Regions from separate parts of the Sus scrofa genome. Here region 1 is linked to region 2. Evidence: chromatin contacts called from public Hi-C data. All regions are on one chromosome and are shown on one strand. The core of a region is the stretch at or near the end of the contact, and the rest is flanking DNA. Distances in the headings are between cores, read along the strand shown.

Evidence for each region. A called contact is a pair of places that touch in the nucleus more often than the background predicts.
Region 1: a Hi-C map of heart right ventricle shows a contact between it and region 2, with 6 times the contacts expected there. The contact joins two enhancer-like sites. A contact is called at or near these places in 1 of 5 promoter capture datasets (liver) and 19 of 47 Hi-C or Micro-C datasets (alveolar macrophages, brain, embryonic fibroblasts and 12 more).

Annotation. Positions count from the first base shown.
Region 1 is chr6:148,825,137-148,831,412 of Sscrofa11.1, reverse strand. The region is part of intron 2 of ROR1 (inactive tyrosine-protein kinase transmembrane receptor ROR1); the gene reads left to right. Among named protein-coding and RNA genes, the nearest start is that of ROR1, 6.4 kb to the left of the region's middle. Within about 2 kb of position 4,677, at least 3 of the 83 cell types and tissues checked have an H3K27ac peak or open chromatin away from gene starts, as enhancers often do.
Region 2 is chr6:148,355,774-148,361,708 of Sscrofa11.1, reverse strand. ROR1 (inactive tyrosine-protein kinase transmembrane receptor ROR1) reads left to right here. Exons shown (of 11, transcript XM_021097764.1): 7 at 5,040-5,167. Among named protein-coding and RNA genes, the nearest start is that of UBE2U, 45 kb to the right of the region's middle. Within about 2 kb of position 4,153, at least 8 of the 83 cell types and tissues checked have an H3K27ac peak or open chromatin away from gene starts, as enhancers often do.

The DNA of each region.
Region 1 (6,276 bases), core at 3,428-5,927, 470 kb before region 2:
CCTTTGTCGCCTTCTGGACAGAGAATATCCTATGAGAACGCAGTGTCCTCAGGATCCCCAGTAGGGGGCGACAACACAATGGAGTAAAGCAGGAGCTTGGAGGAGGAAACCTATGGAAAACATCTAACCTCACACAGGAGCTGAGAAAATAAAGTCTGGCAGGAAAAAGAAAAGAAAAGAAAAATCTGCTTTTTTGGGGGGGGGTGGAAAGCTGTTTCAAAACTTTACAGTCTGTCCTCAGGGAGTAGGTCCTTAGGGTAGTGAGGGAGGAGATCACATAAATCAGGTCCTATATAAAAATCAATGGTATTTAGGTTATAATTATAAGAGTCAAGGCTACCAAAAAACCTAACAAATATACTCCTCATTATTAAGATATAATATGTCTTTATGGACCAGCTGATCAGCAGATTCATAGAGCAACACTTGGTGATTCTAGAGATGAGAGCAGCATGCAAAGAAGGCAATCCGACTTCAAGAGAAATATACATTTCAATTTTGGAAAAATTGAGCACATAAGATGAATATTTTTGTTCTGGGATCTCCTTTATGAGGTTCGGAAAGTAAATGGAATCTGCAGTCGCTGCTTCTGCAATGGGACTTTGGGCTGCCGGTTTCCTCACACCCTCCAAAGAAATGCAAGATGACTGACCTCCATCATGGTGGTGTCTCATTCGTCAATGGCGCATAAACACCCGAGTGTCGGTGGCACTTTGTTGGGGTCCTGAGGATACTGAGTTCTCATCGGATAGTCTCTGTCCAGAAGGCACTTGCAATTCAGCTAGAAAAGTAAAACGTGGGAGCAAACATGCTATCCACTGACAATGGAAAGGCCCAGGGGGTGGTTTGGATGGGCAGTCAGGGCAATGGAAAGCTGGGAAGTGAACTTTCAGGTCAGCTGACACCCTGTGTGGGTGTGACCCCGGGAAGCCAGTGGGGCTCCAGAGACAGAACACAGGGCTTGATTCTGGAACCAGCCCCTCCTCTCTGTGGGAACTTGGGCAAACTCAACTCTCTGAGCCTCCGTTTTCTCATCTGTCAAGTGGGAATTATAGTAGCAAGGCCACTTAATGGAGTCATTGTGTAGATAATCTAGGTAATCCATGAAAAGCATGTAGTCCACGGTCTGGTGTACTGTTAGCTTTTAGTCTTTTCATGATGCCTCTGTTACCTTTTCTATGAATGGGGGCTAACAATGGCCCCTATTTCTTAGGGCTGTTGTAAGGATTTAGTGTAATAAAGGATGTACATTGCCAACCACCATTCTGGGCACATGGGAAGTATTCAAGAATGCGTGCAAGTGGAAGAGAAGACCACCTCATGCCGGGGTAGTCAGGGAAGACTTCCTGGAGGAAAAGAGCCTTGGAGAATGGATACTCTCTGGGGAGAATACAAGAGGAGGCTTTCAATCAGGGTGCCGACCTATAAGCAAGGCATGGAGGTGGAAATATGAAACGTGTGCTCAGTAGAAGGTAGAGTTCCGAACGGAGCACCTGATCATATCAGAAAAGATGGCCACACTGTGGCTGGGCCATGAGACACATCACTGCAACCAGCCACCTCCCTCTCGGGGCCTCGGCTGCTGGGCTGGTATGCTCCCTCATCAGGGATTCTTCTGGTGCTAACATTCCCCACGCTTGCTCTGCAGCGGATTACAATAAATGCGTGAATGTGTTTACACAACCCTGGACAACTTGAGATGCACGCGCGATGTCTCCGCGGGTACCCAGGAAGAAGGTTCCTTCTAGTTCTTGGTTCATTCTTTCATTCCTCCTTTTCACTCTCCATCCATCATCCAAATGTTTCCTGAGCACCTACTCAGTGTATGCAAGACACTATTCTAGACATCAGGGTTCTTTCTAAAACCAAGTTCTGACCACATCACAGCCCTTCTTTTTGCAGTGCTGCTTTCAATGACTTCCCATGGCCAAGTGTAAGCTCCAGGCCATGCACACCAGGTACTCGCCCACCAGGTACGCGCCCACCTGCATGCTTTTGTTCATGCAGCTTCCCTCTCTGGATTATCCCTCTGTGGCGGGCACTGTGAAATGTCCCTTCCTCTCCGAAGCTGCCACCAACCCTGCCCAGATTCCCATCCCTGCCCTGCGCTAACATAACCCCCCCACCTCCGTGGGCACACAGCACTTTGCACCACCTCTGTTACTGAGCTCATTCATCCTTTTTTAAATTCATTGTTTGTGTGACTTTCTTTCCTCCTAGATTTTTAATTCACTGGGGCAGGAACAGTGTCTTATTCATCTTTTGTAACCTCAGTATCTAGCCTACCACTTGGCATGTGAGAGAAGATTAAATATTTGATGAGTTCACTTGTTGAAACTTTGGAAGCGGATGAGAATGGTCATATGAACAATAATGACAGTCATAGTAACAGCCGTATCTAGTACATTGCTTATATGCTGAGCACTGATCCGAGAGCTTTACATCCATTTGTGATCTGTTTAGTTTTCATCTTTGCAAGCCCCTGTGAGGTGAGCGGCATGGTGTCTCTGGAATCGGAGAGGCCAGGGCTTGAATTCTGGCTCCCCTAGTGCTGCATAGGCCTGCACTTTGTGTTCTGCATGAGGGGCTTGCTTAGGCGTGAGTAGAACCAGCTGCTCCCTCCACTTGCCAAGCCAGGTGCTCTGGGATGGGGCTGCCCTTGACCTTCCAAATGTAAATAAGAGGCACCATGTGAGCAAGCACTGGCCTCTTCTGGCTCTGTACCCTTTGTCGGCTGTAGCCCTGGGCTGTGCTCCTTAACTCTGCTTGCTGCCTTGACTTTCTCCTCTGTTGAATAGGGCGATAGCAGCCCCACCAGCCTCAGAGGGCTCTTGTTAGGGCGAGGTGGGAAAGCGTATGTGCTATGCTTGGCACCTGACACATGCATTCAATAAACGGTAGTTATCGTTATTAGTAGTAATAGTAATAGCCCTATTTACCACATAAGAGAATTTCGAGAGAAAAGAGTTGGCAGAGAGCAGACCATGGGGACCTTCCTCCACGTAGGAGCAGCAGAAGGAACCAGAGGAGAGGAGCAGGGCAAACATTAAGCCAAGCGTGAGTTAGAGGGGCAGCTGGGCAAGGGTCGAGAGCGTCTGATAAATTAGGCTGGAAGAGGCTGAGAAAAATCCCCTGAACCTGAGAGTCAGGTCATTGGTGACTTTTGAATAAAAAGTATCACGAGAGCTGTGCAAGAGGAAACCAGGTTTCTGTGGGTTAAGGAATCCATGGTGATCAGGTAGAAGTAGTAACTCTGGCCTAGTCATCAGAAATCCGGTAGCAAAGGGAGTTCCTGTTGTGGCTTAAGGGTTACAAACCCTGCTCCATGAGGATGCAGGTTCCATCCCTGGACTTTCTCAGTGGGCTAAGGATCCAGTGTGGTCGTGAGCTGTGGTGTAGGTCACAGATGTGGCTTGATCCCATGTGGCTGTGGCATAGGCCAGCAGCTGCAACTCTGATTCAGCCCCTAGTCTTGGAACTTCATATGCCATGGGTGTGGTCCTAAAAAACAAAACAAAAACAAAAAGAAATTAGGGAAGGGTCAGAGATGATTGGGTTGGTTGCTTAAGGGGATGCAGGATGGATAAATGGTTCGCCTCCACAGACTTTATTTCAGGAGATAAGCATCACCTTCAAAGGGCCAGGTCAGTGGAGCACTCAGGGAACATGGACCCTCTGCCCTTGCCTGAACCCTAAATCTGTCTGGAGAATCTGACAATCTCCCCAGGCTCCTGGGATGACAAAGAGGATGACTTGCCTCGAGGATCCAACTTCTAGAAGGGGCTGTTTTATTTCAGGAAAAAGGAGAGTAGAATTTTTTCAGGCGGAGGATCGTCCACAAAATGCAGGTGCCAGCAGGGGGATGGGATCAAGCTCCCGGGGAGAGGGACTCTCAGTGCGGGGCAGTGGGGAGGGTGGGAAAGCAAGCGTGAAGATGGGCCAGCAAGTCAGGATGTCACAGAAGGAAGCGGGGCTCTCTGGGTGGGTTGTTTTTCTCGGAACAGAAGGAGGCAAGGTCTGCTGAGAGTGCAATGAATAAAAGGTGAAGGGCTGTGCGTTGGGCAGGGTGGGTTCAATGCTGCCACAGACAAGCTCTGGGTTTTAGCGGCCTCACACGAGGACAGTGTATTTCTCTTCCCATCAAGTCCGATCAGCGTGGGGTTCAGAGAGACCTCTATTTTGTGCAGTGATCAGGGACTCAGGCCCCATATATTTGTTGGCTCCTGTAGGATCTCCTAGTCCTTTGGCGGACCTCGTGTTCTGCTGACAAACACGGGAAAAAAGAAGACAGTGGGGGATTGTGTAGAAGCCGTTATAGGCCACTCCTGGCAGTGCTGTGCTGCTCATCACTTTTGCCTGCATTCATTGCCAACCTCAATGTCGAACCTCAGTCCCACAGCCACACCTAACTGCAAGGGTGGCTGGGAAATACCATCAAATGAGGTGCTCCATCCTCTCCTGCCTGCACGCTCAGCTCAGTGTCTGGCAGTGTTGGCATGGAGTGGGTGCTCAGTAAGCATCCTTGATTAAATATATAGATGAATGTTACTGCCTTTGCGCCTCATGACTATTCTATTTCTATTCTATCTAGAGACCTAGTGTCCTAGATACGCGTGAAAGGTTGGGCTCGGTCCTATGATGCTGCTGTGTTGCAGCAGTCCATTCATACTCTCTGCTCTCACATGCTGGCTGCTGGCAGTTAGGCGAACCTGCAGGGAGATGCTGACTTGCTTTGAGGAAGATCAAGACCAAGGCCTTTCTTCCAAGCCTAGTGCTCTAACGAGGTGAGTTAGTGAGAAAAACACATGCATCAACCCCTGAGCTATAGTTTCCCAACCAAATAGGAGCTCCCCAGCCCATGATTTCCTAACCAGAGCCCACCTGAACTGTCTAGCCCCTTGCCGAACTGTCCAATACCAAGATGAATAGACTCGTCTCTGAGATAACCACTTTCCAGTTAACGTCGCGGATTCCTGGTCAAGCTCATTTAGCCACAAGTTGTCACTGATTCAACGGAGTCCTAGAGAAAATGCGTTAGACCCAGAGCTGGGATTAGTCTCCTCCCTGACATTTATAAAAATGGCCCTTTTTATGGATGATGCAAGCTCTAGAAAGGGGGTGGGGAGAGAGCTGGTGATGTGTGTCATAACTTCCCTAAAGGGCAAATAAAGGACTCCTTATCGGGCTGGTAAAGCTTGCCTGCAAGTGGAGCATGACGCGGAACCACGCCGGGCAGGGAATGCCAGGGATATTTTTATAAACAACTCCAGAGATATCAACAATGTGGGGCTGGTGCAGAGATTCCCATATTTGCAGATGATATTTTGTGAACAAGGGTGCCCGTTGCATGAGAGTGAGTGCCAACAAGCCCAAGAAGGAAGCGGAAGCAGAGGCAGAAGGTTGTAGAACAAGCCAGTGTTTCAGCCTTGGGGAGACACAGAGGTCGCACCGCCATCTCTGACTCTGCCAGCCTGGCCGGGGCCACAGGGTGGGTTGTCTAGCTGGGTCCTGGGTCACATGAAGGCGGATAGGGTACCAGCACCCAAGGCCCTGCCCAAATGGAAGGGACAGATCCCAAGGATGAGGGCCCTGGGCATTGTCATCTTTTTTTTTTTTTCCCCTTTTATGGCCACACCTGCAGCACCTGGAAGTTCCCAGGCTAGGAATCAAGTTGGAGCTGCAATCAAGGCCTATGCCAGAGCCACAGCAATGCAGGATCCTTAACCCACTGAGCAAGGCCAGGGATGGAACCTGCATCCTCACAGAGACGATGTCAGATCCTTAACCTGTTGAGCCACAATGGGAATTCTGAGATGGGCATCTTTTTGAAAGGGCTGGGTCAGTGCAGCACTTGGGGACCATAAACTCTTCTCCTCCAGTGGATCCCCAAATCTGTCTGGAGAATCTGGCCATCTGTCCAGAGTCTGAGATGATGGGATGACTTGTCTCCACTCCCCAACTCAACAGGACTGCATTGAGCTGCTCGGAATGAAGTGACTTATTTCAAAACAATGCTCATGGTGTCATGGAAAGAAATCAGTCTTTGGAGTCAGTGAGTTCTGAGGTCCCCAATTACCTCTTTTTCTCCCCCCTTTTTTTGGGCCACATCTGCACCATATGGAAGTTCCTGGGCTAGGGGTTGAGTTGGAGCTACAGGTGCTGGCCTATACCCCAGCCACAGCAACATGGGATCCGAGCCATATCTGTGACCTACACCACAACCACAGCAACGCTAGAGCCTTAACCCACTGCGTGACGCCAGGGATCGAACCCTCG
Region 2 (5,935 bases), core at 2,904-5,403:
ATATGACCTTATCCCATCTCACCTAATGTTAACCTCTTGTATAAACATAGTGCTGTTATCCAAAGTAAGACATGAACTCTGCTGCAGTACTGCCAACGAACCGAGAGCCTTCATGCACATCTTCCTTTTCCTAGGAACATTAAAGGTTTCTTTTGAACTCCTGTGCCCAAGGCAGCAGTTGAGCTTGCTTTTCTTCTTCTTTTTTTTTTTTTTTTGTCTTTTTGCCTTTTCTTGAGCTGCTTCTGCAGCATATGGAGGTTCCCAGGCTAGGGGGTCGAATAGGAGCTGTAGCCACTGGCCTACACCACGGCCACAGCAACTCGGGATCTGAGCCACGTCTGCAACCTACACCACAGCTCACGGCAACGTCAGATCCTTAACCCACGGAGCAAGGCCAGGGACGGAACCCGCAACCTCATGGTTCCTAGTGGGATTTGTTAACCACTGCACCACGACGGGAACTCCAAGCTTGCCTTTCTTAAGTTGAGGCACCCTTCAGAAGCCCTGCCTTCCCTGGAAGCACTAAGGTGAGGGCTGGCTGGCCTCTCGTGGTCCAAACTTGGTACAGCTCCATTTCAGCTTCCGTTTGGGGTATTCTGCATCCTTTCACTCCCCTCTCTCCAATAAAGCTCCATCTTGGGGTTCACAGGCGCCAGGCTGTACAATGTGCTGTTGACTTTTTCTAAAGCTCTGTAGAGTGCTTCCAGCTCAGACTCCAGAGGTTTGCCCAGGAATTTGTAGCAATTGACTTCCACGGTCACAGTCAAACTCCCGTGGGTTGCAGCCTGCAGCGTTGACTGCCACTTGGTACCCGCCCTTGGTCCACAGCGCTTCCTGGGTGGCTGTTCTTAGGGCTGCCACCTCGGTCACTGTTGCTCTCACCCCCGTGTGATCATCCCTCATAAGCTCCTTACTCTGGGGAGAGAGGGAAACTCTGGAGGTAGAGGGCCAACCGTGTTGGCTTTTCCCTTTCACATGGCAATGAACTTGGAAGGGTGTTGGGGCTGGCAACGAGATTACCTCTCTGAGAAGCAGGGGGGCCTCTTGACATCATGGAGAGGTAGCTGGCGCGTGCTGGTGCCAGCTGCTCTGATGAATGGCCAGCATTCCCTCTGTCCTCTCCTAATGGACATTTCTTCTCCCTAGAATGTAGCCTGGGGCATGCTCGCCGCGAGTGCCCTGCACTCTTGCTGCCTTGCCACTTCATGTTTTTAATTTGCCCAGCATGGAGGACATCAGTGATGCAAGAAGTGTGAGCCAGAGAAAAGCATAAAGCTGATTAATGTTGCAGGGGCGTTTGTTCTCCTCCAGCCACAGGCAGCAGGAAAAATGAAAAGGATGAAAGGCACTCGTGACTTGATGTTTAAAAGAAAAGCTTTTTGCCACCCCGCAAACACCAAAACATCCTCACAGTAGAAAGCCCCTGGAAGCAGTGCAGAACCTTCCACAGCCAACCATTTGGAAGGAAGCTCTGTACCACAGTTACAAGCACTAATTCGGGGCAAATCTAGTTCTGCTTGCTGTGTCGCGTTGCCCAAGTTCTTTGCTCTTTCGGACCCTACAGTTTTCTCGTCTATAAAATGGGAATAGTGACACCTTCACTTTCTGTATAAGGCTGTTGTCAAGATTAAATGACTTAATGTTGCTCTTATATAGAAATGGAGTTCCGCAGTGCCTCGTGCAGAGTCAAGGCTCGTGAGAAAGCCCCTTATTTATTATTATTCAGCTGATTTCATTAAACGTTGTATTAAAAAGTAGAGCATGACAGATCTCACAGCCTGGTATTCAAGATTGAGCTTGAAGTTTCAGTTTAAACCTTAGCTCCACCACTTACTGGCTTTGTGACTCTGAGCCAGTTGCTTCAATTCAGACATCTCTGAACTTGAGTTTCTCCCTCTGATAAATAAGGATGATAATACCGCACAAGAGGCTACTTTGAAGAAAGCACTTAGCATAGTACCCGGCACAGAGAGTGGCAGCCACTTAATACATGTTTATTTTTCTAGAGCTGTGGTTCCCAACCACATTCAAATCACCGGAGAGCCTTTTCAAATGCATGAATGCCTCAGCTGCATCCCCAGAGACTGATTTACTAAGTCGAGGTGGGGTTGGAGCACTGGTGTTTCTGAAAATTGCCCGAGGAGATTCTATAAGCAGCCAGAGCTGAGAAAACTACTCCCTAACAGATGACATTACATACTGTTTTTTAAAATTTTGTTTCGTGTTGTCTTTTATATCTATCCCCAAGCGACTGGCCAAAATATCAAGAATTCTGGGCACAGTCAAAATTTTAATACACCTGCAGCTCTAAGCCCTTGATAAGAAATATGCAGCCAAAGAATTACTTTCCATTTTATTCTGGCAAACAGTATTCAAAGGGTCTTTTTAGAGTCTTGAACTGGAAAGGTGGTAAGAAGTTTAGCCTAAGCCTCACACATAAAATATGGGAACTCCCAGTAGGTTGGGGATTTATATCTGGGGGTAATTCCAGGGTTTTGTCCTCCCAAGAGATATAAATTGAGGCCTTGAGAGTTTAATGTGGGGGAGGAAGAAGTGTTCTCATAATGACACCTTAAAAATCCAGGGCTCCGCTAATGCCTCGGGTTAGAAGAGCATCTTGTGTAATAGCGGGGGAGGGGGTTGATGCGGGGGTACATTCCGGTCTCAGGACTTCAGTTTCTAAGATCCAAGCCAGGGTCATCGAGAAACTTCTTTCTCCCCATAGGTTTATGGTATTAGTTACCCAATAAAAGTGGGGTTAATTTTACAACCCAAGTAAAATTTAAGCCAAAAAGGCTTCAACGTTACTCTAGGATTTATGAAAGTAAACATGTGGAGTGCTTGCAGGATTTTGCAACATTAAAATTTCAGGGTCTTTATGTCAGGTATATGATATATTCATTTGTATGTGTACTTATAGGTCACTTCTTTTTTTTTTTTTTTTTTTTTTTTGTCTTTTTGCCTTTTCTGGGGCCACTCCTGCGGCATATGGAGGTTCCCAGGCTAGGGGTCGAATGGGAACCACTGGCCTACGCCAGAGCCACAGCAATGCAGGATCCGAGCCGCGTCTGCGACCTACACCACAGCTCCCGGCAACGCTGGATCCTTAACCCACTGAGCAAGGCCAGGGATCGAACCTGCAACCTCATGGTTCCTAGTTGGATTCGTTAACCACTGAGCCACGATGGGAACTCCAGGTCACGTTTTTATGAGCTTTGCCCTGCAAACTATTTAGGGGACGAAACTGAGGATAACGGCCCCATCTCCACCTTTGACGTGACTGTTTTCGAGAATAGGGCATAGAAAGCAGCTGAAATGAGTGTCTTTTAAAGATCAGTTCTATCAGGGTTTTTTTTTCCACCTGGTTTCCTCTTCTGGGGGCGTTTCTAGACTTCCTCCCGGAACCCTCAGGTGTGGCGGTCCAGGGCCAGAGCACTGCGTGCACAGTCGATTTGATAAAGGAGAAGTTTAATAAATAATGACCCTTTAAATTCATGTCTTTTTAAATATAAGTACTTCCATAACAATAAGAAGTTACCTCGGTGTAGCACTTTTTAAAAGCATTTACACAATTTCATAGGATCCTCCTGACCTGGCCTTATGGGGTAGAGAGGTCAGTTAGCAGCTTCATCTCATTTGGGAGGTTGCCCAAGGACATGCCAACGTTAAACCAAGGAGAATTTTTGTTCTCCTGGCTTTTGCTCTCAAGTACTTGAACTTAGAAGGAACCATTCCAACGGCAATAGTTTGCCTCTATTAACCCCAAGCTCCCAGCCCATCCCCCTCCCTCCGCCTCCCCCTGGGCAACCACAATAGTGGGAGAAAAAAGAATGTCTACATGTATGTGTAACTGGGTCACCATGCTGTACAGTAGAAAAAAAAATGTATGCAGGAAATAACTATTGATTACAATTAAAAATAAAAAAAAGTAAAAGAAAAAAAGTGAAAGAAAGGAAATGAAAGAGTTAAGAAAAACAAAGAAAGAAAGAAAAAGAAAGAAACCAAAGAGAAAGAGGGGTGCTTTGTTCCCATGGTGTGTTGACTCCAGCCAGGGACATCAGGGTGGAAGTCAGCCCATGAGTCGGACCGGCAGCCTTCTGTTTGGCTGTGGTCTGCCTTTCAGAAGCAGATGGATATTCTGTGCTCTGGTGTCTTGTGTTATCATAGGTCCTTGTGGGAGGTTATGGCCCCGGTGCTTTCAAGCTGACCCTGCCCTTTTAGGTCCTCATCTCCAGCCTTAGATCTCTAGCCATTTGCCACACTGTCACTCATCACATCCCTTTCTGGCATCTCCGTGGTTGTCAGAATAAAATCTATTCCCCCCCCCCCGCGCCTTTTATTATTATAATTTGGAGGCAGCCAAATCCTTTTCGAAGTTTTAGGGGCTCGTGAAAGCCCGTTTCCATGGACGTTTTCTCTCGATTTCCCGGGACTTAGTGACTCATTTGAAATTGTCCAGTCCAGGGTTTGCCATGGACCTCTCTCTCTGCAGCGTAGGGATAACGGGTCTTAGGCAGGGAGGAACCGCAGAACTGGACTGCCCTCGAGTTGCTTTCCAGCTGCACTCAGCTTCAACCTGGTGGCGACTCGTAATTGACATATCAGTCAGGGTGGATCTTAGGGATCATGCACCCACGCCTTTGTAGCAAATGAAGCAGAAATAATCTGTGCTTAAAAAACAGCAACAAACAACTCGTAGAACCTGTGCCCAGATTTCCACCTCATTTCCTCTTCACTCTCACAGCTACATCATCTTCCAGCCCACCACCAGCTGCGAAAATAAAAGTGTTTTCTCCCAGATTTAAGGATGACTTTGTGCTTCAGGACGATTTTCTGGGGGTAAAGGAAACTTGCCCAACGTGACCACCAGATGTTTTAAGCGGCGGATGGAATTGAGGAAAAAGCCCAGATTCCTGAGCCCAGTCTTTCGGATCCTGTGCCCAACTGCGCCCCCTAGTGACTGTCTTGGGTGTGGTGCACCAGAGCCAGCTGCCTGTATATACCGACTGCCTCAGCTCACATCTTTGCTCTCTTTTCAGAGATGAGTACGAAGAAGATGGATTCTGTCAGCCATACAGAGGGATTGCGTGTGCCAGATTTATTGGCAACCGCACTGTCTACATGGAGTCTTTGCACATGCAAGGGGAAATAGAAAATCAGATCACAGGTAGGTAACAGCAATGAAGTGGTGTTTATACCTTACATCACAGTTTTTTTTCTCACCAGAAGTTTTATTGAGCTCTTCTCTTGACAAAGGATTAGGCCAGGCACCGGGGTTAGGAGCAGGGCCATAAAGAAGCATGAGATATGATCTCTGCTCTGGAATTTACATTAGAATAATTTATGGAAGTTCGCCCTTGGAGGAAAAGGAGGCTTGAGAAGTCTCACATTCATTCAAACACTCAATAAATATTATCGAGTGCCTCAGACATCCCAGAAACCAGGCTGGGCACTGGGAATATGACCATGTGGCGAGTAAACCAGGTATGTCTCTGCCCTCACAGAGCTTGCTGTTTAGAAGCATCACTGTGTCCGCTGAAAGGGGATGCATTTCGAGTCTAAAATTCTGGAGGCAGTCATCCCAGTGTTGCCATTGCTGTGACCTTGGGGAAAGTCTCCTACTCTCCATGCAAATGTCTTCCTTCTTCTGTGAGTGGGGAAGCAAGATGTTCATAGGGCGCTTGCTGTTCTAGCTTTCTCTATTTTAGGCTTCACTATTCAGAATTGAAAGTATCTTTTCATTGTCTTTTTTTTTTTTAAGGGCCACATCCTCAACATGTGGAAGTTCCCAAGCTAGGGGTCAAACTGGAGCTACAGCTACTGGCCTATACCACAGCCATGGGCACGCGGGATCCGGGCTGCATCTTCAACCTACACCACAGCTCATGGCAATGCCGGATCCCTGACCCACTGAGTGAGGCCAGGGCTCAAACCC